2 separate regions of the Zea mays genome follow, and region 2 is linked to region 1. Evidence: chromatin contacts called from public Hi-C data. All regions are on one chromosome and are shown on one strand. The core of a region is the stretch at or near the end of the contact, and the rest is flanking DNA. Distances in the headings are between cores, read along the strand shown.

Region 1 (6,694 bases), core at 3,174-5,673:
TTATTGTCGAAACATTTTTAAGCTATTAATTTTTTTTATAACATTAAGAGTGGGAAAACTTAACATACTTTCGCAACCAATAATTGAATAGTAATTATGTTTTTTTATAATTCAGATAGATTAATGAAAGAAATACAAATGATAATGGAACTCATAAATTTTTATACCAAATATTTATACACGTACAAATTTCATATCATTGTAGCAGCAAAAAAATAGCTTGGTAAGCATAAACCTAAATATTCATATGATGGCAAACGCCTATGAAGTAAACACTTCATTGTACATGATATTAATCTGGGTAGGTGTACCAACTGATTCGTTGATATTCTCAATTGTCGTGGAAGTGAGAACTTTGAGGTTTCTTGTAGCTTTTGCACGTGACATGGTCACATATATAGTTGCACATGCAAGAGCACCAGATTAGGTAGATAAATACGGATATAAGACATTGTTTGTCCTTGAGCTTTATTGATAATTCTTGCGAAGCTCACTCTAATATAGAAATTGTTTTCTCTTAAACACGAAGGGTACATTTTATCATGTTGTTAGCACCAAATCCTGGCCGAAGGGCTCCATAAAGAAAGTATTCGGCCGTGAAGAAAATAAACATGTAAATAGGAATAGGCCTTTTACCGAAAATAAGTAATACATTAGATGTCAATGTAAGTTAGGAAGTGCTTATCACTTTAGCCCGTGAGGCTATATTTTGTAACATATATTCTCATGAATAAAGAAAGAAGTCATTCGTTCATCAAACTGTGGGTGCTTCTCATCCTCTCGGCGCATCACTGAAAGCCATTCATTTGCCAAGTAGCAGGTGCTTCTCATCCTCTCGACGCATCAGTGGAAGCCATTCATTTGCTAAGTAGCAGGTGCTTCTCATCCTATCGATGCATCGCCACCCCTTCCCCAAGGGTTTTCCAAGGTAAGCGTTATACTGCCCTAATGTGGTCTCTTATCGTGTCAGGTCGGCATGGTGTCACCACCTTACCCTGATAGATCTTGTGCTATACGTTGTTGTTAGAAAGATCTACTAGTTACCTTGTGTACCTTCAATTTATACATTTACCTCTATGCTTCATGCTATTAGGTTGATTTTACACCACCACATGTGTATCCCTTTACTGGTTGTCACACTCCATGACATGCTAATTACACATAGGCATGCGGCAGCTCGGATGCTCGATACACATATGGCACCCTACTTTACATGGTTAGTCTCGTTGTTTACTTCGGTTGGACTTTTTTAAGGTCCTGATCCATGTTCACGTGCATGGCCAACAGTTCTCAGTGGCAAATGTTCCTAGGTTTATTAATATGATACATGTAGTAGATTGATTTGGGATGTTCCAATAGATGGTTTACTTTATATCTGGCCCTATATTTGGTTAATGGTATGGGTAATAATGGTACTCCTATGGCCCGCTACTCCCTTCTTGGCCATGCACATAGCATGCATCGCTCTAGAGTAAGCAATCGACTTAATCATGCTTTAGGCACGTTTACTTTCATCAACAGTCACTTTTAGTGCATGATTACATTTATTGTTACATTAATACCCAACCTAGAACAGAAACGACCATCCGCTCAAGGAGCTAATCATGGCAAACCTCATAGGTCGATCCACACGATCCGATCGAAATTTAACATTTAGTTGATTGTTGTGCATTTGCAAAGTGGTACACCGACATCAACTCCCCCTTCCTAGTTGTCGGTCAAGCCAGGCGGCACACAGTGAACCCCTTGCCTAGAGCCACGGTCAGGAGGGACAATCGTAATAACAAGCACAACTATTGGCTCCTCTGGTGTGTCCACTGCCAAGGAGACCCCTTGTAGGTTCCCGCGATGATGCATGTCATGGACACAAAGGTATATATGGAATGAATACTCTCTTTGAGGTGTTGCTTTCTCAATGCCTCAGTCTAAGTCCACTTCGCATCCTGTGAACTACAAACATAAATACTTGCAAACATATTAGTCCACATGTTATGTTAATCGTCAAACAACAAAATCAATTAGTCAAATAGGTTGAGGTCATTTTCCATACAGTCTCCCCCTTTTTGATGATTAATGACAACACAACCAAAGCAAGCAAATATTAAATACAAAAATGAAATATACAATGTACTTGCTAAGGATACACGTGCATAGGCAAGATATATGAGATGCTAAATTGAAGGATATGTTGTCATTTAGAATTGAAACATCATTCTTGCATATGCAAACAATCCCCATAATGAGTGGTTATGAACTTAAGCCTCCCCCTAACTCCATAATCCTCATACTTCCTATCTTGGACCAAAACCAACATAAATAATCAATTAAAAGATTACAAAATTTTTAAAAATTAGTTTTGGTATTTGATATACTTTGGTCTACAAATTTCTCCCCCTTTGGAACTGAAAGTCGCCTAGAGGGGGGTAAATAGGCAAATCTGAAATTTATAAACTTTAAGCACAACTACAAGCCGGGTTAGCGTTAGAAATAAAAGCGAGTCCGAAAGAGAGGGCAAAAACAAATCAACCAAAGAAATAGAGCGGATGACACGGTGATTTGTTTTACCGAGGTTCGGTTCTTGCAAACCTACTCCCCGTTGAGGTGGTCACAAAGACCGGGTCTCTTTCAACCCTTTCCCTCTCTCAAACGGTCACTTAGACCGAGTGAGCTTTTCTCATTAATCAACGGGTCACTTAGACCCCTTACAAGGACCACCACAACTTGGTGTCTCTTGCTTGATTACAAGTTGCTTGAGAACAAGAATGGAGGAAGAAAAAAAGTGATCCAAGCGACAAGAACTCAAATGAACATAAATATCTCTCTCACTAGTCACTATTTGTTTGGAGCGATTCCGGACTTGGGAGAGGATTTGATCTCTTGTTTGTGTCTTGGAGTGAAGTCTAGAGCTCTTGTATTGAATGCAATGGTTGAAAACTTGGATGCCTTGAAGTGTGGTGATTAGGGGGTATTTATAGCCCCACCCACCAAAATGGCCGTTGGGGAGGCTGTCTGTTGATGGGCGCACCGGACAGTCCGATGCGCCACCGGACACTGTCCGGTGTGCCAGCCACGTCACCCAACCGTCAGGATTCGATCGTTGGAGCTCTGACAGGTGGGGTCATCGGACAGTCCGGTGGTGCACCGGACAGGTACTGTTCACTGTCCGGTGCGCCTTCTGGCGCCTGCTCTGACTCTGCGCGAACTGTCCGCGCACTGTAGCTGTGTTAACCGACCGTTGAACTCGAGCATTGCACTGGCGACCGTTGCTCCGCTTGGCACACCGGACAGTCCGGTGCGCCAAACCACGACAGTCTTCGGTGGGTTTTGCTCCTTTCTATTTGAACCCTTTCTTGGACTTTTTATTGGTTTGTGTTTGAACCTTTGACACCTGTAGAACTTATAATCTAGAGCAAACTAGTTAGTCCAATCATTTGTGTTGGGCAATTCAACCACCAAAATCATTTAGGAAAAGGTTTGACCATATTTCCCTTTCAGGAATCAAACACCGAAAAGGAAGACATGATAAAGCATATAGGAAGCAATAAAGCATTTTGCGCCTCTCAAAAAGATTTTCTTCCTTAAAAAAGTTTTCTCCATTTGATGAAGTAATCTGCCCCAACGCCCGTCTGGTAGGGTCGCAATCCTCTAGACCGGTGTCACCCTAGGTTTAATTATTATTTATTATAAGATTATTGTGTTAATTGGAACATGTATCGACCAACTGAAAATACAGTGCTACCACAAGGATGGAATAGGACGTCCTTGGCTAATTAATTAGGAAAGCTAGTGTGAGTTAACCCTTTCTTGAAAGGGCAAGCGGGTGGAGTGCAGGTATAGGGAGGTCATCGGGTCAGACAATCTGTATAGCTTTTTGGACAAGGGATTCCTATAACGCCTTTGGCCCGGAAACCGCAGTGGGTTCTCTCATCTAATGGAACTTTAGAAAGGTCTCGCGGTGGATCTCTAGCCATTTACCTTGAGAGTGTCTTAAGGGTCTTGCAAACCCTAGCTAAACTGGAAACATGTCTTATAGGTAAAGATGTGCAAACTCTGCAGTGGACACTCTCACGATCAAGAGCGGAAGTTTCCAACTTTTTAAGGACAAAGGAGTTCAACCTTGTATTTTCGTGCGGGTTGTGGTGCAAGTGGAAAAGGCCCCGTTTACGCTGGTCCTCCGTACTCCATGGTACAGCAGCAGGCAACTTGTCCCCATCCTCCACCTCACGTTGCCACTCCTGGGCTTCTCACAAAACAAGTCTCGAGGTCCAGAAACGCGGAGGCCCAGATGCATTTCGGCCGTCCATCAGAATCGTAAGCAAACGCAACTCGACAACAAAAGTCCGCGGGTTCTGTCTGTCCTGCTGTGCTCCTTCCTAAATCAGCAAATCCTATCTTGTCCGCTGCCCCCGCCGCCCCGCGGTTGGGTCGTGTCGTGTCCCCACCTCGTCTTCGTTCTGCTCCTACCAATTCCAGTCCCAGCCATCCGCCCGCCCAACTATGGCGGCAACGGCTCTGCTACTCCCCAGCCTCGCGGCGCTCACGGACACGCCGCGCCGCGCCCACAGGTTGCTGCAGCCGCAGCTCCAGCTCCAGCGCGGCTCCCTTGTCTCTCGGTCCCTCCGGCCTCCGCGGCGTCGGCGGCTCGCGGTCTCGGCCGTGCAAGAGACGAAGGAGGGGGAGGCCAAGACGGCCGACGAGATAACCGAGAAGTACGGGCTCGAGTTCGGCCTCTGGAAGGTAAGCGGGGGACACATCCAGGCAGCCTCCGAAGCACATGTGATGTGTGAGCTGAACGAATTTGTATTGCGCTCTGCGTGGCTGCAGGTGTTCAGCTCCAAGGAGGAAGAGGGAGGCGAGGGGAAGAAGTCGCGGACGGACCAGGCCAAGGAACTCCTGGCCAAGTACGGCGGCGCGTACCTGGCCACCTCCATCTCGCTCTCCATCGTCTCCTTCACTCTATGCTACCTCCTCGTCAGCGCCGGCGTCGACGTGCAGGACCTGCTCGCGAAGGTGAGCTGCTGCCTCCCCCCTCAAGCCAGCTGTGCTGTGCAATCGCCTCGCCAGCTGTGCCCTCGGCTCACAATTCAGGCCACGTATGGAATGTTCCTTTGCGCGTTGCAGGTCGGGATCGTGACAGGGGAAACCGGAGGGAAGGTCGGGACCTTCGCGTTGGCCTACGCCGCGCACAAGGCCGCGTCGCCGATCAGGTTCCCGCCGACGGTGGCACTGACGCCGGTGGTGGCCAGCTGGATTGGCAAGATCAGGAAGGGCGGCGACTGATGCGCCGCCACTCAAGTACACTTCTCACTGAATCATGTAGTCTATGCAAATAGCTATACATAAGCTTATATAGGTGTTCTACTAGCCGGTGCCAGCGAATCTATCTGGTGCTGCTTTTGTAAAAGCTGTTCGATGACGATTTTGAACAACCAGTAATGAATGACGAGTGGAGAGAGTTTTTGAACTAGAAGCTGACAATGCAGTGCGGTTGCTTCAGAGTTTAGCAATGATGTTTGCACTTTTCATAATGGATTTTGCTGATGATGCTTGACATTACTTTCTACACATCTAGCCAGCCTAGACACAATATGTACACAGAAACTGTGGCACCATCCAAATTCCAAAGGCAGAATCAAATGGACATAAAACCTGACCCTTTAAAAGCTGGAGGAGTGCACCTCTGTAACCAGCGGTTTAGTTTATGTGTCTGATTGAAGCATTGTTCTGCTTCCAAGCCATAGATACGCTGTACAAGCCACCAAACGTGTCACAGCAACAGTCCACAACAAAAGGCCTATCTCACCAGGCACATCTTGCCCACTGCAATCCTGGCTTCCACACAGAAATGACGCGTGAATTGTAATGAGCTCAGTTCGTCCCAAAACATCCAGCACTGTATCATCTTCTTTCTTGCCCATGGTTAGAGCCCACAGCCGTAGCCTTCAGGTGGCTGCTGGTTGAATGTCCCTGGTGAGCTCACCTCTTCAGCTAGGAAATCGTTGGGGTCTATCTGATCCAACTGCATTTCTGCTATTTACCATGTCAAGTAATACTTCACTTCAGAAATTGCAAGTACCTATGAAAATTATTGTAGATGACATTTAAACAAGACGTCATGAATACTAGTTCTGGAGAAAAGGATACGCTGTGTTCTCCACATATCAGTGATGCTAAACATCACAGTCTGTGAGCAGCCAGTAGTCCGCTCCACTCTGAGGAAGTGCAGTAGGACCATGAATAGCTAAGTCTACTATTTGCTTTGATCTTGTCAGGCGGAAAAGATACAGCAATGTGCAAACCCAATGCTCTTCACAATAAAAATGGTGCAATTAAAGGGATAGAAAGAAATCAAGATGCAATTTAAGAGCGTGTATGTAATGTACTAATGTAGAACTGGAGTTCTGATTTCTGAATTGTGTGATTCTTCTACGAAATATTAAGGCTTGATGTTCTCAGTTAACTGATGAGTGATGATTATGGAATGCCTCAGCTTCACCTTGTATAGATACTATATATATAATATAAAAAGTTAAGCTTCATAAGATCAAATCTAACTTACCTCAACATCTGAAGGATTAATCTTCCTCAACACTCCTTCAGAATGACATGGGGCATTTAGATCTGGAGTTTTCTGGATCTTCTGAGCCTTAGGCACCACCTCCTCTTTTCTACTCCTTTGCCAAGCTCTTTTTGT
Region 2 (7,087 bases), core at 3,578-6,077, 130 kb before region 1:
CGTCGAGGGACATGAACTCAAGACTCCCGAAATGGAGCAGCGTCCCGGGCTGGAGAGGTTGCTGGAGACTACCCATCTGGAGCTTGACGAGAAGCTGTTCGTCAACACGTAGCAGGCCCCTACTTTGCGCGCCAACTGTCGGCGTTTCGACCCCGGGGGGTCCCTGGACCGACGAGTAAATTGTCGCTGCGTGTCCCAGCCCAGATGGGTCGGCGCGAGACGGAACACAAGGGGGAAGACAATAAGGGGAAACCGCTGCCTCGTGTTGTCCTGCGCCCAGGGCGGATGCGCTTGCAGTAGGGGGTTACAAGCGTTCGCGAGGGAGAGAGAGAGAGCGAGAGCCTTGTGCGTTGGCCCGTCCTCCCGCGCGGCCACCTTCCCGTACGAGGGCCCTGGACCTTCCTTTTATAGATGTAAGGAGAAGGCCCAGGTGTATAATGGGGGGTGTAGCAATGTGCTAACATGTCTAGCAGGGGAAAGCCAGAGTCCTATGTACGTGCCAACGTGGCTGTCGGAGAGGTGTTGCTGCCCTGTTCATGTGATGTCGTGGCCGTCAGAGGAGCGCTTGAGCCCTGTGGAAGTACAGCTGTCGGGGCTGTCGGGTCCTTGCTGACGTCTCCTTGCTTCCGTAAGGGGCTGAGAACCGCCGTCGTCATGGAGCACGCGGGGTGCCATCATTGCCTGTTTTATCGGGGCAAGCCAGATGGGACGCTGGTCTTGTTCCCCGTAGCCTGAGCTAGCTAGGGGTAGGGTAATGATGGGCCCCCTATGACATGGTCGGTCCGAGCCCGAGGTCGGTCGAGGCGGTGACTCCTCCGAGGTCGAGACTGAGTTTGAGCCCTGGCTCGGGCGAGGCGGAGACCGTCTTCCGGAGTCGAGGTTGAGTCCGAGCCCTGGGGTCGGGCGAGGCGGAGACCGTCTTCCGAGGTCGAGGTGGGGTCCGAGCCTTAGGATCGGGCGAGGCGGAGACCGTCTTCCGAGGTCGAGGTGGAGTCCGAGCCCTGGGGTCGGGCGAGGCGGAGACCGTCTTCCGGAGTCGAGGTTGAGTCCGAGCCCTGGGGTCGGGCGAGGCGGAGACCGTCTTCCGAGGTCGAGGTTGAGTCCGAGCCCTGGGGTCGGGCGAGGCGGAGACCGTCTTCCGAGGCCGAGACGGGGGCCGAGCCCTGGGGTCGGGCGAGGCGGAGCTTCCTATGGCGCCCGAGGATGGACTTAGCTGTTGTCAGCCTCACTCTGGCGAGTGGCACAGCAGTCGGAGCAAGGCAGGCGGCGCTGTTTTCCTGTCAGATCTGTCAGTGGAGCGGCGAAGTGACTGCGGTCACTTCGGCCCTGTCGACTGAGGAGTGTGCGTCAGGATAAGGTGTCAGACGATCCTTGCATTGAATGCTCCTGCGATACGGTCGGTTGGCGTGGCGATCTGGCCAAGGTTGCTTCTCCGTGAAGCCTGCCCGAACTGGGCCTCGGGCGAGTCGAAGGTGCGCCCGTTGCTTGAGGAGACCCTCGGGCGAGGCGTGAATCTGCCTTGGTCTATTGTTCCTGCTTGAGGCTAGGCTCGGGCGAGGCGAGATCGTGTCCCTTGAGTGGACGGAGCCTTGACCAGAATCGCGCCCATCAGGCCTTTGCAGCTTTGTGCTGATGGTGGTTACCAGCTGAGATTAGGAGTCTTGAGGGTACCCCTAATTATGGTCCTCGACAGTAGCCCCCGAGTCTCGAAGGGAGTGTTGGTGCTCGCTTGGAGGCTTTTGTCGCACTTTTTTGCAAGGGGACCGGCCTTTCTCGGTTGCATTTCGTTCTGGTGGGTGTGCGTAAGCGCACCCGCCGGGTGTAGCCCCCGAGGCCTCGGATGAGTGGTTTGACTCCTCCGAGGTCTTAGCGCTTTTCGTGACGCCTTGGCCGGTCTGGTTGTTCCCTCATGCGAACTGGTCGTTGCCCGGGTGCATAGTCAGGTTCTGAATTCTCGGGCTGGTATGTTGACGCTGTCAACGGTTTGGCCGGAGCCGTGTTTGCGAGAGCAGCCCCCGAGCCTCCGCACAGAGCGAGAGGACGGTCAAGGACTGACTCGGCTTTTTTCATACGCCCCTTCGTCGCCTTTTCGCAAGAAGGAGGGGGGAAAGCGCCAGTGAGTTGCTAACGGGTGATCCGAGTGGATGCTCGTGCCCCGTTCGATAAGGGTCGGCTAGTGGCCTAGAGGCGCGTTCCAAAAGTATCTGCAGGTGATTTGCCGGACCCGGTCCTATTTGATAGGGTCCGGGGTCCCTCGTGAGCAAGAGTTTTGACGGTTCCTTACTAGTTTATCCAGTAACTAGCAGTTCGTTACCCTAGTGTGTGGATTGATGATCTTTTTGTTAGGCCAGTGTGGTTGGTTTATTTTTTTGGTGGTTTGCTGGCAAACCTCGGCATCTTTTACCATGTATACTCTCTCCTTCTATCCCAACTTACTATTCGTTTGAGAGTAGCGGTGGATTCATATAATGCCTGATATATGTGTTTTATAGATGTGTCTAGATTCATCGTTATGTATTGAAATATAAACATAAAACGGATACTATTTTGGAACGGAGGAGGGAGCGAGGGAGGGGGTCTGTATGATTCTCGGTGCGTTACGTTCCTCCACCAGACACGAGAAGAAATTACCTAGGGATAAACAAAACAATGGAGAGAGAAAAAAAGGAATCGCATGGTTATAAACAAACGAAACGATCGTGGAATCTGGGGAGGATAAGCTATAACGTTAGGCAAACGACCAATGCCATGCCAGTGAATCTTGCTGGTCCGACGAGACATAGATACAGTAGAAAACACAGCCTACATGCTAGCTCCCTATAATTGGCATGCCACAACAAAACAAAACAGGCCTACCTGGCCTACAACAACAACAACTACTACTACCAGCAGCAACCTCTGATTTTTTTAGGCCACTCTTGTCGGCTCAAAGGATCATGTGCATTTTGCCATTTTCACCACTTCCATTGCCACTTCGACTCGCCAAGCACCGATATATAGTGGAAAAACTATAATGAGCACGCTTGGTGCTGCTCGTTTCGACCGTGCGTGCGTGCCATGGATGGACATGGCCTGGCCGGCAGCAGGCTCTCAGTTCCAGCGTGCGTCGAAGCTGGTGATCGGTGGGAGTCCCAGGGGGCGGGCGACAGCGTGGTTGCTAGCTACTTGTATAGTATTATTACCAGCTTGATGTGCTAGAGACAAGGGACTCTAGCTAGTCAACTTTGCATGTCGATTCCAGATGACGGAGCATCATTGACCTTGTGAATTCCTTGCTGCACGTACGTACGTACGTGTAGCGTTGCTGATTCCGTCCCCCGTCATTAACTTTCTGGTCTGCAAGTGGAAGCTGTTCTCTATGAAGATCTGCTGTATATACATCATAGTGTTCGCGCACTCACTGATCTTCGGCCCAGGATTTCTCACAGGAGGATTTTAGCATACGACAGAAGCTGAGCAGGCTAGCTGGATCCACATATATCAGCTCGCTGCAGCACACTAAACATCTGCTATACACGGCGGCTCAAAAAATACCACACTGTACATCACTTGCCTGCTTCAAATTCTCTCCTAGTAGCTCCTTCGTTTCATCTCATTTTTAAACGCCGGCAACAACAGACACCCCGGCCGGCCGGCTTTTGCTCCACCCACATATAATTTAGCTTCTCTGAACAACAACAAAGCTTTCGGCAAGGAAGAACACCACTACAAGAGAACAAACAAGAAGGTGGCAACGCCAAACACGGCCAAAAAAACATGGAGCGCTAGCTAAGCTCCTCTAAAACCCTCCTTGTCATTCTCTCTCGCCAAGGGAACTGCAGGCCGTTATATTAGGCCCTGGTTGGAAAGAGCCATCATGCTGCAGCTTTTCCCTGTGGAACCAAACCAATCCAGTACGTGCAAGTGGCCGGTTGTTTGTATATTCCGTCCCAACCTAATGAAGCCTGTCCTTGTGTGCTCCAGGAACCGGGAAATTAAAGCCTCGCAGGGAGACAATACATCTCCGGTGCACCGTCGGTTCGGTTGATCCGACGGCCCCGACTGGCTAGGTGGCTGGCTGCGGCCTCGCTCTGTGTGACACGTACGTACGTGCACAAGCACAACTCCCACTCGACACCGACTTGAAAAGAACACTAGTGGCAAACAGTAGTGTACCTTTTAACCACGACAGTGACACAAAGCTTCTTTTTTTTCCCCTCCTCCTGAAAAGCAGCAATGGCGGACTACTACGCATAATAATAATAATAATAGTTAAGCGATCGAGCGCGGCCTTTTTTCCTCGCCCTTGAGAACGACGACACGCTCGCGCGTGTGGAGGTCTGTCTTAAGCTCGCCTCGAGACAGCTGCAGGCATGGCGACGGCCACTGTGGGAAGAGGCCAAGGGAGAGATTTTTCTATGGACTATATATGGGGCGTTTCAAATTTTGTCACATTGCCCAACCAACCAAACAACCAAACCCTGTGTCTGTGATTGCCCGTCAGCGTCAGGCATGGACCTCTCGCTCTCGGCCGGGTCTCCGTTTACACTTCTTCAGAGACGTCCGAGATGGCGAGATCGACGTGCGTGCGTTCATCCAATCCACGCATGGCATGACGCGTCAACGTCACCGCCTGACGCGCAGGCACGCACGGCGCACACCTGATGAGCTGAGCTGAGCCGAGCTGAGCATGAAGTTCACTCAGATGGCTGAATGTCCTGTTGCAGTGCAAAGTTTTTAGACTTGCAGGACCATAAAATAAAACGCATGCGAGATGGTAGTAGCATCCTGCACCGGCGCCTGCCACCTCGCATCCATCCATCCATTCAATTGCTTGCAGGGATGGTGCCAGGCATCCTGTACATTTTTTTCTTTACGATCGAAATCAGACCAGAGCACTGTAACCGGCCGGCAGTAGTCCAGGGAAAATATTGAATGTGGGATTCAGGGGAAGCAGAGAGAAACGCACAGGGCGCACTGTAATTAAATGCTCTCAGGAGGGAGACGGTCAAAATAGGACCCAATGCCCACGAGACCTGTACTAGGCAGCATGACATCACAGCCGTGTTGGCTTTTCTGCTCTCCCTCAATAAGTAAGTAAATAAATAAATACATAAATGACTGGATTTTCCCTTCTGACATTAGTGATGTAATCGAATCAAATACGAACGGATATCACTGAAATCATATTTATTTTTATATTTTTATTCGAATTCGAATACGGATAACTTCATGTACGAATGTTCTCGGATACAAATACAGATAGTTGTGTGTCGAATACGGAACTAGTCGGACACAGATATTATCGGTAACGAATTTTTTTGTCAGGTGTCGTGTAAGACATCATTCCACACATATTATGGTTGTAATCATTTATCCACTCCTTAAGTCCAAAGATCTTTTTTAGCATTATATGTGTACATATGTCAAGTTTTTTGTGTGAAAATTCATGAAGCTTTAGGCTATGTGCGTATTATTAATTTATTTCGCATCAAATCATCAAAATGTAAAAAAGTTACCGAGGCTAATAAACATTATATAAGAATAGATGACCTCAAGTCTCCACATGAAAATGATAGAATGAAGTATCGTTTATGTTAAAACTTGGATACTTAGAGTGATTTCACGTGTAATTCATGCAACAAGTGAAAGTGGAATGAAAGAAACACTAGCATATTATGGATTTTATGGTCCAGATATTTTGGAGGGTTATAAGTGGGCATATGTTGTGCCTCCATAAAATTTCATAAATTTCTGAGGCTATTTGTGTATTATTAGTTTCTTTCTACAAAAAATCAACAAAATGCACACGGCTACCCGGATACGATATCCGAATATCCGAGAAGATTTATCCGAGAATATATCCGGATATTCGATATCCGACGGATATCAGACATATTGTGTTCGAATTCGATATCCAAACAGAATATCTATATTCGTATCTGTTATCCGAAAAAAGTCTGAATATCAAAAAATTTCACCTGAACCAGTATTCACCATCTTCGAAGCTAGATGTGGCCGGATATTTTTTGAACCATATTACATCACTATCTGCCGGGAAGAGCCAAAAAAAACTGCTACTAAGCCAGGCAAGAATAGTTTACTAAGGAAATGCAGCTTTGGTACGTAATAGAAAATGCACTTATAAAAAACCTCAAACAAAAAGCTGGTGACCAGAGCCGCACGACAAGGAACTACAAACACGATGAGCACATCCGACCTTTGCAACAAACACGTCAATCTCAGAGGGAAAAAAAAAGAAAAGAAAAAAGGTCGGAAAGTTGCACATGACTTTCTGCCAGGAATTAACTACTCTCTACTCTGGACGGAGCTCTGTCAATCTGTCACAAGAACAGAGAGCTTCGACTGCTTGGCATAGGCCATTTTCACTCACCCCCTCGATTGCCCAAGGGTTATATAGTTATATGTTTTTATCCCTCCACATCTGTTAACTCCCTAAGCCTCCATGTCTTAACGCTACAAATTCCCTACTGATGGCTTTCCTATGCTGCACCACGTGCCCCTTTCATGCTCTAGTGCCCCTGTCAGTAGCCCGCGCATTGCAGACCGTCCCTTTCGGCGTCCATGGTCGCGCCCTTTTCTGCATGTGCCTCAACTCAATTGTGCCAGCCGCTCTCGGCTCTTCAATCCACGTCGTTGATGCCCCTTCGCACTCCTAGTCCGACGGGGGTGAACCTCCCTCACCGGTCACCACTTCCTCAGCAGTCCTCAACTCCCATCTCTTTTTAGTCTAGCGCTTCTTTCATGTTGACATGTTGAAAATAATAATTGTTTAACGTCCTGTATATTTGTATAATTATTTTATTAAGTTTTAATTATATATGATGGTGACTTATGAAGACATTTGATTAATTATGTTATTGAATTCTTAGAAATGATTATCTCTAGACTCTATCATGTCCGATGTGTCATGTTTGATGTATATCTGAAACCCGATAGACATAGGCATGGATATGAATTGCAACCGTGTATATGTATATAGCTGCAGGTGCCTATCTGAATTCGATATGTTGTCATCCCTAACCATTGGGCATACCACGTTAATCCTACGCAAGCCGAATTTAACGTTTAGAAAATAGTATTCGAT

Evidence for each region. Hi-C and Micro-C count contacts between places; a contact is called where the count stands out from the background.
Region 2: a Hi-C map of endosperm shows a contact between it and region 1, with 2.4 times the contacts expected there. The contact joins the enhancer-like site here to the promoter of LOC100276592 in region 1. A contact is called at or near these places in 8 of 25 Hi-C or Micro-C datasets (bundle sheath, ear, endosperm and 3 more).

Annotation. Positions count from the first base shown.
Region 1 is chr2:57,620,125-57,626,818 of Zm-B73-REFERENCE-NAM-5.0, reverse strand. It overlaps LOC100276592, which reads left to right and starts at 4,423. Exons shown (of 3, transcript NM_001150344.2): 1 at 4,423-4,737; 2 at 4,825-5,010; 3 at 5,122-5,467. The coding sequence starts at 4,498. The coding sequence ends at 5,280. LOC103648671 (transcription factor E2FA) reads right to left here. Exons shown (of 12, transcript NM_001402557.1): 12 at 6,358-6,694. The coding sequence ends at 6,551.
Region 2 is chr2:57,748,126-57,755,212 of Zm-B73-REFERENCE-NAM-5.0, reverse strand. No RefSeq gene overlaps it. Among protein-coding and RNA genes, the nearest start is that of LOC100279468, 7.4 kb to the right of the region's middle. Within about 2 kb of position 4,827, at least 15 of the 20 cell types and tissues checked have an H3K27ac peak or open chromatin away from gene starts, as enhancers often do. A contact at or near this core is called in bundle sheath, ear, endosperm and 3 more, where this site is marked.